2 separate regions of the Gossypium hirsutum genome follow, and region 1 is linked to region 2. A link is a contact called in public Hi-C data. All regions are on one chromosome and are shown on one strand. The core of a region is the stretch at or near the end of the contact, and the rest is flanking DNA. Distances in the headings are between cores, read along the strand shown. Region 1 holds the start of LOC107913034 (protein RTE1-HOMOLOG). Region 2 holds the start of LOC107911060 (glycine-rich RNA-binding protein GRP2A).

Region 1 (6,636 bases), core at 2,423-4,922, 260 kb after region 2:
AAAATTTAAATTTATTATTATACTTTTTGAAAATGTTTATTTATTTTTATATATTTTTAAATTTTATATATTATTATTTATTGTTTATTTTTATATAATTTTTAAATTTATTATTATATTTTTTAGAAAATATTTATCTATTTTTATATGTATTTTTTGAATTTTTAGAATTGGGATCAAATTGAGATCAGTAAATTTTGAGAGTTAAATTTTTGAAAATTATGACTAAATTGATATAATAAGTAAAAGTAGAAAACTAAATTTATTATTATACTGGTTTTTAACTGTCACGTTAGCTTGCCGTTTTTAATTTTAAAAAGAGTGAGCAAAATGATTGAACTATATAACATGAGTTGTTAAATTGTAAACTTTTTTATTTTGACAACCTAAAATAAAAAATTTTGATAGTTGGATGACTATCTATATAATTTACCCAAAATTTTATTAAGTATAAACTAAACTTAATGAAACCTGCCTTTTTTTATAAAAATGACCCTAAAAGTTTGACTAATTATGAAAATGACCTACTTTTCTAATTATACACGTAAATAACCTAAAATCTACAATAAAAAATGGTGGAGCCAAAGAGTTTGGAGCCACCACTTTTCAAAGTGTCAGTGTAATTTTTTTTAAAAATTTTAAAACTATAAAAATGTTTTCTTATTGGCTCTGTACCCCTTTTTTTAATTCTTTTAAATATTTTTTAATTTAAAAATAAAAAATAATACTTTATTTGGTGGAGTCATTCTCTTTAGCGTGACCAAATTAGTATATATAACCCCCAATGACAGATTAATCTAAGTTGAAGGAAAAAAATTGTTTAATTATATTTTGTTAGAGGATGAATGGGAGGGAGATGATGAGTGTTTTTTTTTATGTATTTGAGTTTTTGTTTATTTAGTAAATTTTTTAATTTGAAGGTATGTTTTGTTTAACAATAATCTGGTGGAGCTTCAACACTGGTAAATTTAATGGTTATTTTCGGTTGCCAGTAATTATTCAGTAACGGGTTCAAATTGGTTATGTAAGTCTTTTCGTTGACTGTGGTAGGATGATAACGAGTTCAAATTGGTTATGCAGGCAACAAGTGGATTATTTGGAATTCCCTGGGTCAACGAGATGTTTGAAGGTTTCAAGGAATCCCAAATCGAACCGCATGGGTGATATCATCAATATGGGCAACATATGAGCTACAAGATAATAGCATTGAGAAAATCGCTCCTGTTGCGGTTAAACGATTTCTTTTTCAATTTGTAAGACACAATGTTGTCGGTATTGAACAAAATTGTTTAATTATTTTTTGTTTGTAATATACAATGTTTTCGGTTTTGAACAAAATCGTTTAACTTTTTTTTTAGTATTGAGAAAGTTGCTCGTGTTGTAAAATTATATATTGTAAGTTAAGTTAAACAATTTTAGAATGTTTTAAATGTAAAATATAATTTTTGAATTATGTAAATTGATAGCTATTTTGTAAAATATAATTTTCATTTAAATCATTTATGTATTGTGAAATCAAGAAAATCAAAAGGATATTTTTAAAGAAAGATTGATAAGGAACATTTTTAACAGAAATCAAGAAATAGATGACCAAAAAATAAAGAAAATTTGGGAAAAATGAGAAATAAAAAGAAAGTGAGGAATGAATTGACTGGAAAAAACGAGAAAGAGGTTATTTGTAAAAAAAATATTATTTTTAAAAAAATTTAAATTAAAAACACACATTTAAAAAAACCTCTGGCAACTCCTTCTAACAACCTATGTATTTTGTTATCATTTTCTATTGGATGATCCATTAATCCAGTTGGTGGAAGATTATAAATGGATAATTTTTTTATTATTTTTAATGGAGATTGGGAATAGATAGACTTTCTATAGGGCTCATTTTACTGACAGTATTTATCATCACTTTATCGACTTTGGCGGCTTGGCCAGTTACTTGAGATTCGCAATTATTTCATTTCTTGATGCTAGTAATGTACTGTCAAATAGGATTATTTACTTTTTTTCTTCTCCACCAATAATTTTTTTATAGTTTTAAAATAAAAAAAATTACATTGACACATTGAAAAGTGGTGGGCCAAACTCTTTGGCTCCATCAATTTTTTTTTAAAGTCCTCGTTTTTTTAGAATTAGTATTTTTTATATTTATACAGGTGGTGTCATTTTACATGGCTCCACCAAAACAATAATTTTTTATTAGGTTTGTTGACGTGACATGTTGGTAGCGCCAAACTCTTTGACTCCACTAATTTTTACTGTAGATTTCAGATCATTTATATGTATAATCAAAAAAATGGATCACTTTCGTAATTAATCAAAATTTAGGATATTTTTATAAAAAAAATCCAAGAAACCAATATCAATAGCTCCAACCTTGTTTTATGGTAGGTTAGTCATTGTCGGAAATAAGCTAAAGTTGGGTGACTTCCCTAGAAATTGGCCAACTAAAGCATTAACCCATTGAGATCAACCCTCTTCAATCACATCAATAATGGATTCCACATTTATCTTCTCATCTTTCTCCACGTCAGACAAAAGAATCGATGGTGTAAATTTTGGATAAAATCGAATTAATTCGGTTAATCGATTGAATTTGATTAATTGATCGGTTAATCGAATTAATTTGATCGATGGTCAGTTAATAGTTTTTTTAGAAGTTTGGTTAACGGTTAATTTGATTCGAAATCACTCAGTTAACTGAATTAATCGAACTTAATAAATAATATTATAATATATAAGTATTTGGTCAGGGTCGGCCAGTTCGGTTAATTTTTTGGAAGTATAAATTAATTGGTCGGTTAATTCAGTTAATTTTTTATATGTTTTATAATTGTTTTAACTAAAAATATAAAATAAACATATAAATTTCAATTAATTCGGTTAACCAACCGAATTAATCGAAAAAATTTAATTCGATTAGTTATTTTTAAAAAATTTTAGTTTAATTAACAATTAAAAAATTAAAATAATCGATTAATTCGATTAATGGTAATCTGAGTCAATTAACTGATGGATGTGAAGCTTCCCTATTCACATCAACTCCATCATCAATATCTTTAGGGCCAAATTTAATGGCAGGCAGGCGACTTCGAGCCCAAAATTAAATATTGTTTGTTTAATCTTCTTTAAAATAATAAATTAATATAATAAAATTTATAAAATAAATGATAAAATTTATATTTTAATTTCTAAAAAGTTATAAATAAATTTCGCAACAAGCATCAGCACTCAGCAGCTGACATTGGGCCTTCCCTCATTCCATGTACAGCACCATTTGATTTGAAAGTAGGAAAAGCAAATTCATTCATGATTTAACCCTCCCGTATGCTCGAATTCACCATCCTCAAAATCTAGGCACAACCCCGTCTATAAAATAACTCACAAATTAATCAGAAAACAAAACAACCTTGGATGAAAGATTTCAGATAAAAAATTGATGAGAAAAATGGTGTCTGCAATGCGTTCGTTAAACTATCATGCGCATTGAGGAAATAATATTATTTTAGAGTGAAATAAAATATTAGTCCTAAAACCTAACTTTATTTAAAAGTTTAATATATTATTTCACCTTTTTTATGCTATATATATTATGATCTATAGCATATTATACGATTAAAGTATAATTTAAGGTGAATATTAAACTCTCAACCATATTCATATAAGAAATAAAAAATGTATTTACAATTTAATCACTTCATGGATATAATATTAATAATTTTAAATTTTAATTAAAATATTTTAAGATTTAGTTCAACATTTTAAAATATAGTAACCGATTTATATATATATTTTAGGTATGTTTTGGCGGAATCAATCATTACTTGATAACATATGAAATTGTTTTGCAGGAATTTCCGAGAAACCAAATCCCTCTTTGACCCATCGCTGGGGCAGCCGATTCCTCGACTCTCCGGTGTATCTGCGTTTCTCTCTGCCGACTAAGGTACGCTTTAGTCTCTCTTTTACATCTGTTTCCGCTTATTTAATTCTCAATTTTCGAATCAATCATGATTTACCAGTTCCTCATTTTTCGCGCGTTTCCTTTCTTTCGTTCGATTCAGTAGATGGTTTATGGAGATTTTTATCACAAAATTTAAATCCTTGTAGGAATAATTGATGTGGATTTTCTGAAAAAAGACTGCAGTTAGGAAAATTTGGCAATGGAAGAACAAGTAGATTATGATCACCGGTCGATTATGGTGGAAAGTGGTATGCAAATTGATCCAAGAAGGGAGCGTTTCCCATACTGCATTGTTTGGACGCCTCTTCCTATTACTTCATGGCTGATTCCTTTCATTGGCCACATTGGCATTTGCAGAGAAGATGGAGTTATTCTAGACTTTGCGGGTCCGAGTTGTGTCTCTATTGACGATTTCGCTTTCGGGGCAGTAGCTCGCTATATCCAAATTAACAAAGATAAGGTATTTATATACGTTCATCTTCCACCTCTATTTTTTTTGGCTTCATCAATTTCCGCTTGTTCTCAAATTTCACTTCCAAGTAAGTTGTAACTGGGGAAAGGATGGGATGACATTTTTCAACTTGATTAAGAATTCAAAGGGAGGATTTATTAGTTCAATTGTTGCTAATTTGGATTTGATTGGGTTATTGTGCTTTACTTTTCACGGGTCTTTTATAGGAAAGAATTGTAAAGCCTGCAAAATGCAATATCCTGTGCTTTTTAGTAACTTGTGAATGCACTGTGGTAGATATTGTGGCAAAACATTTTGAGTATTGGTAGCTAAGCCTTGTGTAAATGACGGGAAATAGTTTGTGTCACCGAATCTAATTCATGGATGCACATTGGTTTGGTAGATTTTAGAGTACAAATTTTGAGTATTGATAAGTAAGAATAGCGCCCACGACGGGAATTAGTGCATATCTACTAAAGAAAAATAATTCTTCCTCATTTATGTGTGCAAACTTTGGAGCTTTTTGCTAGGAATGCAGCATTTCTTATCATTCATCAGCACTGAAAGGAGATCAAGAATACCAGCATGACAATCTGAGAGAGGCATTAACATGGGATGATGCGCTAGAAAAGGGCATTCAAGAGTTCCAACATCGGCCGTACAACCTTTTCACTTGCAACTGCCATTCGTTTGTAGCAAACAACCTGAACAGGTTAGGCTTTCATTCGGGTGGGTGGAATGTAGTTAACCTTGCTGTTCTCATCTTCCTCAATGGTCGGTGGGTGAACAAAATAGCAGTTTTGCGATCTCACTTGCCATTTGTTGTTGTATCCGGTATTGGACTAGTGTTTGGTGGCACAACATACCTGTCTCTGTTGGCCCTCCTTGTATTCCTTCTTGTTGGTTGGTTCCTTCTCGGTACTTACTGTTTCAAGAACTTGATCTATTTGTAGCTTTTACCAGAAACCAATGCAAAGAATGAAGGGATATGTCAATTTTTGTATGTGACATTGATGGAGTCGATAAAGATGGAATATTTCATTTACAGAGTATAGTTTTAATTTTCAATACTGACAATCTCTTTTAGTGAACGGTGAACCATTTGCAAATCCCAAGTCAAATTGGCTTGTAACATTGAGATATTGTTGTAATATTTTTTATGTATTCAAAATATCTTAAAATTTCTAAAATTTAAGATTTTGATCCATTGATATATGGATTTAATATTATTTGTGATGATGTTTTTTGTTTTAATTATTATCAAACTTTTACCTCATCTTATGTTCACGCTTCTTTTCCATATATTTTAGTGTCATGGATTCATGTTATTTCTCGTGTTGTGTTCATGTTTGTGTTAGTTTCGTGCTTTAAGGGTATTGCAAACTTGTATATAATTTTTCACACCTTAAAAATTCGTTTTGTGTATATTTTAATAACGGGGATGTGTTTATGTTACTCTTTGTGTTGTATTATATTTTTATGTAGTTTTTCATAGTGATTTAATCTAGAAATTCTATCATAGTATCTAGAAATTATATATCTAAATAGAAAAGGTATGGTTTGAAACTAATAATAATAATAATAATAAAGCTTTGGTTGTTGTGTTTAAATTTTAAATAATAATATAAATATAGATTTTTAATGGGCTTGCAAACTTTATATCAATATAATTGACTAGTTCAACAATTCTGTCTAATCTAATGGTTGAACTTGAAACACTAAAGCGTATAAAGACGTAACCGTAAAAATCTGGAAGCTAAAACTAAACGTGTTGAATGGGAATACATATCCGTATGGGTACAACCCTCTTCGTACAATAATGGCAAGATCGTAATTACAACCAAATCTAGGTCTATGGCCCATGGCCAAAACCAAAACCTTTATTTACTTATTTATTTGTAAATAGAGCGGCAGAGAAGACTTATATATTTTTTTAAGCAAACAGAAAAAGCAGAGCTTTGAATATCTAAGCAAAAATGGCAGCAGAGGAAGGTCAAGTAATCAGTTGCCACACCGTTGATTCATGGAAGGAGCAACTTCAAAAGGGAAACCAATCCAAAAAGCTGGTAATTTTATTTTAATGAATCCCTTTCCCCCCCATATATTTAGTGTTAGATTCATGATTATTTTTAATGTTTCAGATAATGTGTCTGATCTGTTTTCGTTTGCTTCATATCATATTATATTTATGATTTGGTTGTTTTATATGTATAAATCTAGA
Region 2 (6,012 bases), core at 278-2,777:
TCTTTAACTAACAGTTTCTGGATTCTATTCGAGAAACTGATGGTCGAATTTTCGTTGGCTATGGATTTCAAGATGTCTCCCTATACGGAATCAAAATTCTCATAATTGAAATTACTTGTATTCATCGAAGACGTCCTGGGAACAACCTCTGTCCTTCCTAAGAGCTTGTCCTTCCAAGGGACTCCAGCTTCTGGGCACAAATCCACCACCATGTTCACATCAGTGTCATCCTTTAACTCTTTGACATGGACTTTCTTGGTGATTCGATCTTCATTAGAGTCTTCACCTCCACCATCTCGGTTGTCGGACGATATCACGATTGCATCCATAATAGCTCACAATGTTAAATGTTAAAATAAAAAATCTAATAAAAAAAAGCTATTTTTGTTTTCGTTTTCATTTTCTTGAAAAATGAAAAACATTGAAGAAAACATGTTTGATTGAAAATTTTTAAAATAATTGTAAATAAAAAATAAAAATATGTGAAAACTAGAACAACTTTTTATTGTTTTCACTAAAAATTCTTTGTAAAATTGAAAATGATGAAAATAATGGTTTTTATCTTTAAATGAATTAGCCCTAGTTCAAACTCATATAAATGTAAAATAATTTTATTTTTCAACAATTTTTCAAGTATTAAATCTAATACCATAGTTTGAGTCCATATAAATGTAGAATTTATTTTATTTTATTTTATTTATCATATTTCTATTATAGAAAAATTAGTACAAATATTTGTTCATTATTTCAAATATATATATATATTTAGAAAGCAAAGGAAGCATTTGGCCTTAGTGAAAAGGAGGTAAAATTCTAAGGTCAAGCAATTCTTTAAAAGAACTAGTAAAAATCAGGATATAATGTTTGAACCTTAGGACTTGATCGACAAAGATACTTAAACCAATACTCCAATAGAAAATTAGCATTTGTAATTTTAAAGATAAATATTCTTTTTCATATTTCTTTTAATGTGGGAGTGTGAGATTATACTTTTGGTTGTATGAAGAACTATTATTATTTGAGACAAATACCCTTCGATGAACCCATGTTGCTAAAAGACATGGTAGTATTTGAAAACGAATGAGGCCCTCTTAATCATATGTCCTAAAGCAATTAAACAGGGTTTCAAAAGATTCAGCATTGGAATGGTTAAGCAGCCTCTCCTTTTGGTGCTTACTTGGGATGGGTGGCCTTGAAATTCATGGTTGCTTGAGGAGTAAACATAAAGATTTTGTTTGCATAGTGGAAGGGAACAGAGTAGAGTGTTTACTGTGAAGTGTATGGTTCAAGGCTCCATGGTGCAATAGGCATTAACCGCTTGAAAGTGGAAGGTGGGGACATATTGCGTCGCAAGGGATATTTTCATCTCATTTCCCTCGCTTTTTGCAGCCTTTTGGAGATGTTTTGTTGGATAGCTTGGAGTTTGTTTCATGGGGTTTAGCCTTTTCGGAATTCAGTCAAAAGAGTATAAAAAGGGGTTGGAGGGAGAACAATATTCTTGCATTATCAAGTTGAGACATAGAGAAAATGGAAATGAGAAGAGAAGTTAGAGTTTTGTTTCTAGTAACGGTGGTGTTGATCGGCTGCCAGAGTGGGGTTGTTGGAAGGGATGAGTTTGAGAGGAAAAATGAGGTTCCAGGGTGGTCCAATTCTACTTCTACTGAGAGCCGTAGTTTTATTGAAGATGTACAACACAAAGGCACAAATTCTTCAGCAGAAACTTTAGTCCAAACCAATATTAATCTTAGCCATGCTGGGAAAGGAGGAGGAAATGGTGGTGGAGGTGGAGGTGGTGGTGGTGGTGGTGGTGGTGGTGGTGGTGGTGGAGGAAATGGTGGTAGTTGCAGTCGAGGTGGAGGTGGCAGAGGCAATGGTAAAGGAAAAGGAAAAGGTAAACCTCACAAGAAAAGAAAAGGAAGAGGCCACTGTAGTTGTGGTGGTGGGGGGGCGGGGGTGGTGGTGGTGGTGGTGGAGGTGGAGGTGGAAATGGAAATGGTGGAGGAGAAGGTAAACCACACAAGAAAAGAAACCACAAAGGTCACGGATGGGGTGGAGGCAATGGAGAAGGTGGTGGGGGTAGGGGTGGCCAAGGTGAAGGATGGGGTTGGGGAGGAGGTAACGGTGGCGGTGGAAACCATGGTGGAACAAGAAAAGCAATTGGAGGGAAAGCTCCCTCTCCTTCTGCAACGCCAGACCATGCACGTTGAGAGGAGTAAAGAAACATGCACTTGATCCCCCTCCAATCCAACTCCTACCGTATTTTATAGCAAACGTCATTTGCCTCTAGTTTTTGCATTTCCCATGCAACAACTCTAAATAATTCCCTGCATGCTTTTGTGTGTTCCACTTTTTCTAAATTTATAGTCTCAATTTTCTGCTATTCCAGATATTATACACATAAAAACCAGTTTGTATTAGTTTCGAAAGTAATATACGTTGTGGTTTGTATTAATTATTCAACCTAGCACCATGTCAGTTTTCACGAATTAGGCCATTAGGTTAAGCCATGTCCGCATTGAAAAGGGCAAAGCAAGCCCCATTGTCGCATTGCTTGAGACCATCCGCAATCCTTAAATCCCATTTAACGAAAAATTGCTCCCATTTCAACATCCAACCAATCACCACAATTGAATTATTAATTAGTTAGCCAAATGAAAATCGGACCACCCATCAAAATTCAAAGCGTAAGGAGCCCAATGCACGTGCTTAAGCACCCGAGTCAAACCCCCCCAAAAAAAAAGCCTTTGACTCTTGATTGGGGAAGTGAGGTGGGCATAATCACCATTGCTAAACTACCATGTGGCATGTGGATAAGAGATACTACAAAGTCAACGTGAAGTGACGGAAATTAAATGAAATCTGATTGCACGAAATTTTTAATGATTAAACAATGGTTTAATTATGCTTCCGATTGTTGAAATCTTTGAGTTTCTCTACGAAATATTCAAAATTAAAATCTAATTGAAAAAATTCATGCACAAGAGTCTGAGTGGAATCATGTATAACTGGTTTTGATGAGATATGGGCTACTGATTTTGATGACTGAAACTACAAAAACCAAAATTTCCCTTCTTGGGGCTTTTAAAGCACAAAAGTTCTTAATCCCTATCTTACTTTACAGCTGCCCCTGCTCTTCCTACAAAGAAACAACAAAGAGTGGTTGGAAGTGGTGAGAGATAGCCTTTCACGTGATTGCCACGCAACAATTATGTGAGTGCACTCAAGATTTGGGCGATTCTCATCAAATTCTCTCTACTTTTAGAAATTTCTTATGCCTCTGGCTTGTCAATTAGTTGCGACTATATGCTGACTCAAACCTCTATATCTTTTTATTACGCATTCTATCTACCAATCAATTTTAAAAAATTTTATGTGCAATTATGAAGAATTAAGTTATGTATTTTGTTGAGAGTTAAAATATAATTTAATTATTGTATTAATTTATATATTTACAATTTAAATTAAAATTTATTATTTTATCAGAAATAAAGAGACCAGTATAATATTTCTCTATTTTAGGAGGGTATCTCGTAGTGTCACCCCTATGTGTAGTTCTTTAAGTTCCATCATATATTGTTATCATGTGTGGGTTTTAGTTCAGTTTATTGGCTTTAGTCTGAATTATATTAATTATTAGTCCATTTATACTGTAATAATTTGATTATACTTTATGATTACTCGAATAATTCATTTGTAATAGTTTAATACTAATGATTACTTGAATATATATATATATTTACATTTGTACTTCTATTCTAGAATACCTATTACACTTTTAAAAAAAAAATTAACTAATTGTTAGCACATGATTCATTACTAGTATATAAAATACAAACCCATTTGAATATACTGTTAATTCTTTTCATAATTTCAACATCATTTGGGTATTGCAGGCGCCATAAATCAATAACAAAAGCGGCTTGGAGTTATATTGACTAGCATTTGGATCAATATGGTATTTACTTGTATTTTTTTGTACTGAAGCAGGCTGTGGAGAAGTCTCAGCAACAATTTTAAGCTCGACATTTGTCATGCAGTATTTTTAGGTATTGAGTGGCAAGGCATGAAAATAACCCCAATATTACGAATACGATGCTAAAATACAGTGTAATTAGGCGATACCCTCATCTCACCGTTGACTCACTATTTGTCTTCTTCTTCCTGTAGTCTTTTAGTGTTATTTTTTTTATCATTCATCAGCCTCACATTTCTCAGCGGATGACTAACCCTAAACCAATACAAAAGCAAAATGGCCGAAAGCTTATTCACATATTCTGTTTTAATGGCCATTCTCGTTTCTCAAGTCTCAATCTTCAAGTTTTTAATAATCATTAATACTACTTATTACTCCTGTTCTATCAATGATAGATAGAGTATCTAGGCTTCTTATTTCACATTTTAAATGCTATTATTTTCCATGTTTATTTTATTATTTATGTTTGAGATTTGTAACTGTCTCTCTTAATAATATTATATCTAAAATTTAAATCTACATTCTTCTCTTAAAAATATAATATGTATTGTCATTTTACTCAATCACTTATAATTATTTAAATTTTGATTGACGTGTATAAACAAATATAGTGGTATAATCTTCTAATGTTAAAAAAGAAAAGAAAAAAGCATACCAACATCAGTATAATTTAATGCTAATACATCATTAAAAAATTTAAAATTAATCAAGTGACTTGATATATAATAATATATGTTTATTATTGGTATATTAAATATAAATTCTTTAAATGTATTCAAAATACAAATTTGAGTGAAATTGGTGATGATATATTATATACAAGGAAACCGAAAGAAGTAGACCCAGTGGCCCTGGTGCTAACCGTTGCAGCATTTCTAGTTTCTTGAATGTACATAAATAAATAAGGAATGATATTTGATCGTCCGATACACAAATATGAAGGATTGATAAATAAATATCAATAATTTTATTTTAACATAATTAAATATTAATCACAACTATTATAAATAAATATTAATAATTTTTGAATTTAAGATCTTTAATATAAAAATTTAAAGTCTTAAGTTTCGAATTTAGAATTTTAATATTTATTTATAATTAATCTGCTAAAATCCTTTTGAGTGTCATCAGCCCTCCTATTAGCTTTTGTCTTTGTACCTTTGCTTTGAGTGTCTTAAAATCATAGGCAAGGATATTCCAGCATGTCATGATCTTCACCAGACTCGATGAGCAGATAAAAACTGGGTCACCTGTCTGGTAAGTTGTTCCAAGTCATTTAACTTGGGGGGGTCCCCTCCACTTAAAGAATGCTCCTTCACGGGCTCCACTTTTCGACCCTCCAAAACCCAATGTCCCTTTCCATCTCAGTCCCCACTCAAAACTTTAAATTTTAATTCATCCTGGAGGGAAACAACAAAAGGCAGAGAGGGCTGCCTAGCGCCCTTTCCTAGATATTATTATCGGTAACTTCAATTCAAATACCCATTACCAAACCCTAACTCTTTCCTTTTTTCAAAAAAAAATGTGTCCAAAACCAAACATCAAACTCCAAATTCCGTCCAACAATCAAACACCAAATACGAAACTGCTCAAAAACAACCCCAATAAACCTCAAATTTCACCAACTCGTTGTGAGGCGGAAAGGATATAAAGCCAAGTGTCACAGACTTAGAGTTTTCCCACGCGATCCATGTGGCCTTAGGCAGTTTCTCTGCTTAAAACGCCTAAGTCAGCCTAACTTGTAACAAAAAAAAGATTCAGCAGCAAAAACGCCCAAGTCAACTTCACTCGCAACAATAAAGGATTCAATAGAATTCCCTTAAGATTTTCACGAAGAACAACAGAAGAACAAAGTAAGAACGAGCCTTGAAAGATGAACAAAAGCAGGAACACTTGAGAGAAAAGTTTGAGTGAATACTCTCAAAATTCTTATTAATAACTCAATGAATATACAATGAGCAAAGAGGTCTCTATTTATAGTTGAGCCTCACAGTATATCAATAGCTATAATTAAAAGCTGAATACAATTAGAACTCTAA

What was found. A called contact is a pair of places that touch in the nucleus more often than the background predicts.
Region 1: a Hi-C map of leaf shows a contact between it and region 2, with 2.9 times the contacts expected there. The contact joins the promoter of LOC107913034 here to the promoter of LOC107911060 in region 2. A contact is called at or near these places in 3 of 34 Hi-C or Micro-C datasets (all in leaf).

The regions. Positions count from the first base shown.
Region 1 is chrD11:21,663,366-21,670,001 of Gossypium_hirsutum_v2.1, forward strand. It overlaps LOC107913034 (protein RTE1-HOMOLOG), which reads left to right and starts at 3,673. Exons shown (of 3, transcript XM_016841471.2): 1 at 3,673-3,946; 2 at 4,141-4,424; 3 at 4,946-5,483. The coding sequence starts at 4,164. The coding sequence ends at 5,368. LOC107913035 (thioredoxin H-type) reads left to right here and starts at 6,300. Exons shown (of 3, transcript XM_016841472.2): 1 at 6,300-6,481. The coding sequence starts at 6,392.
Region 2 is chrD11:21,401,056-21,407,067 of Gossypium_hirsutum_v2.1, forward strand. LOC107911060 (glycine-rich RNA-binding protein GRP2A) reads left to right here and starts at 1,528. Exons shown (of 2, transcript XM_041104245.1): 1 at 1,528-1,789; 2 at 1,975-2,207. The coding sequence starts at 1,528. The coding sequence ends at 2,207.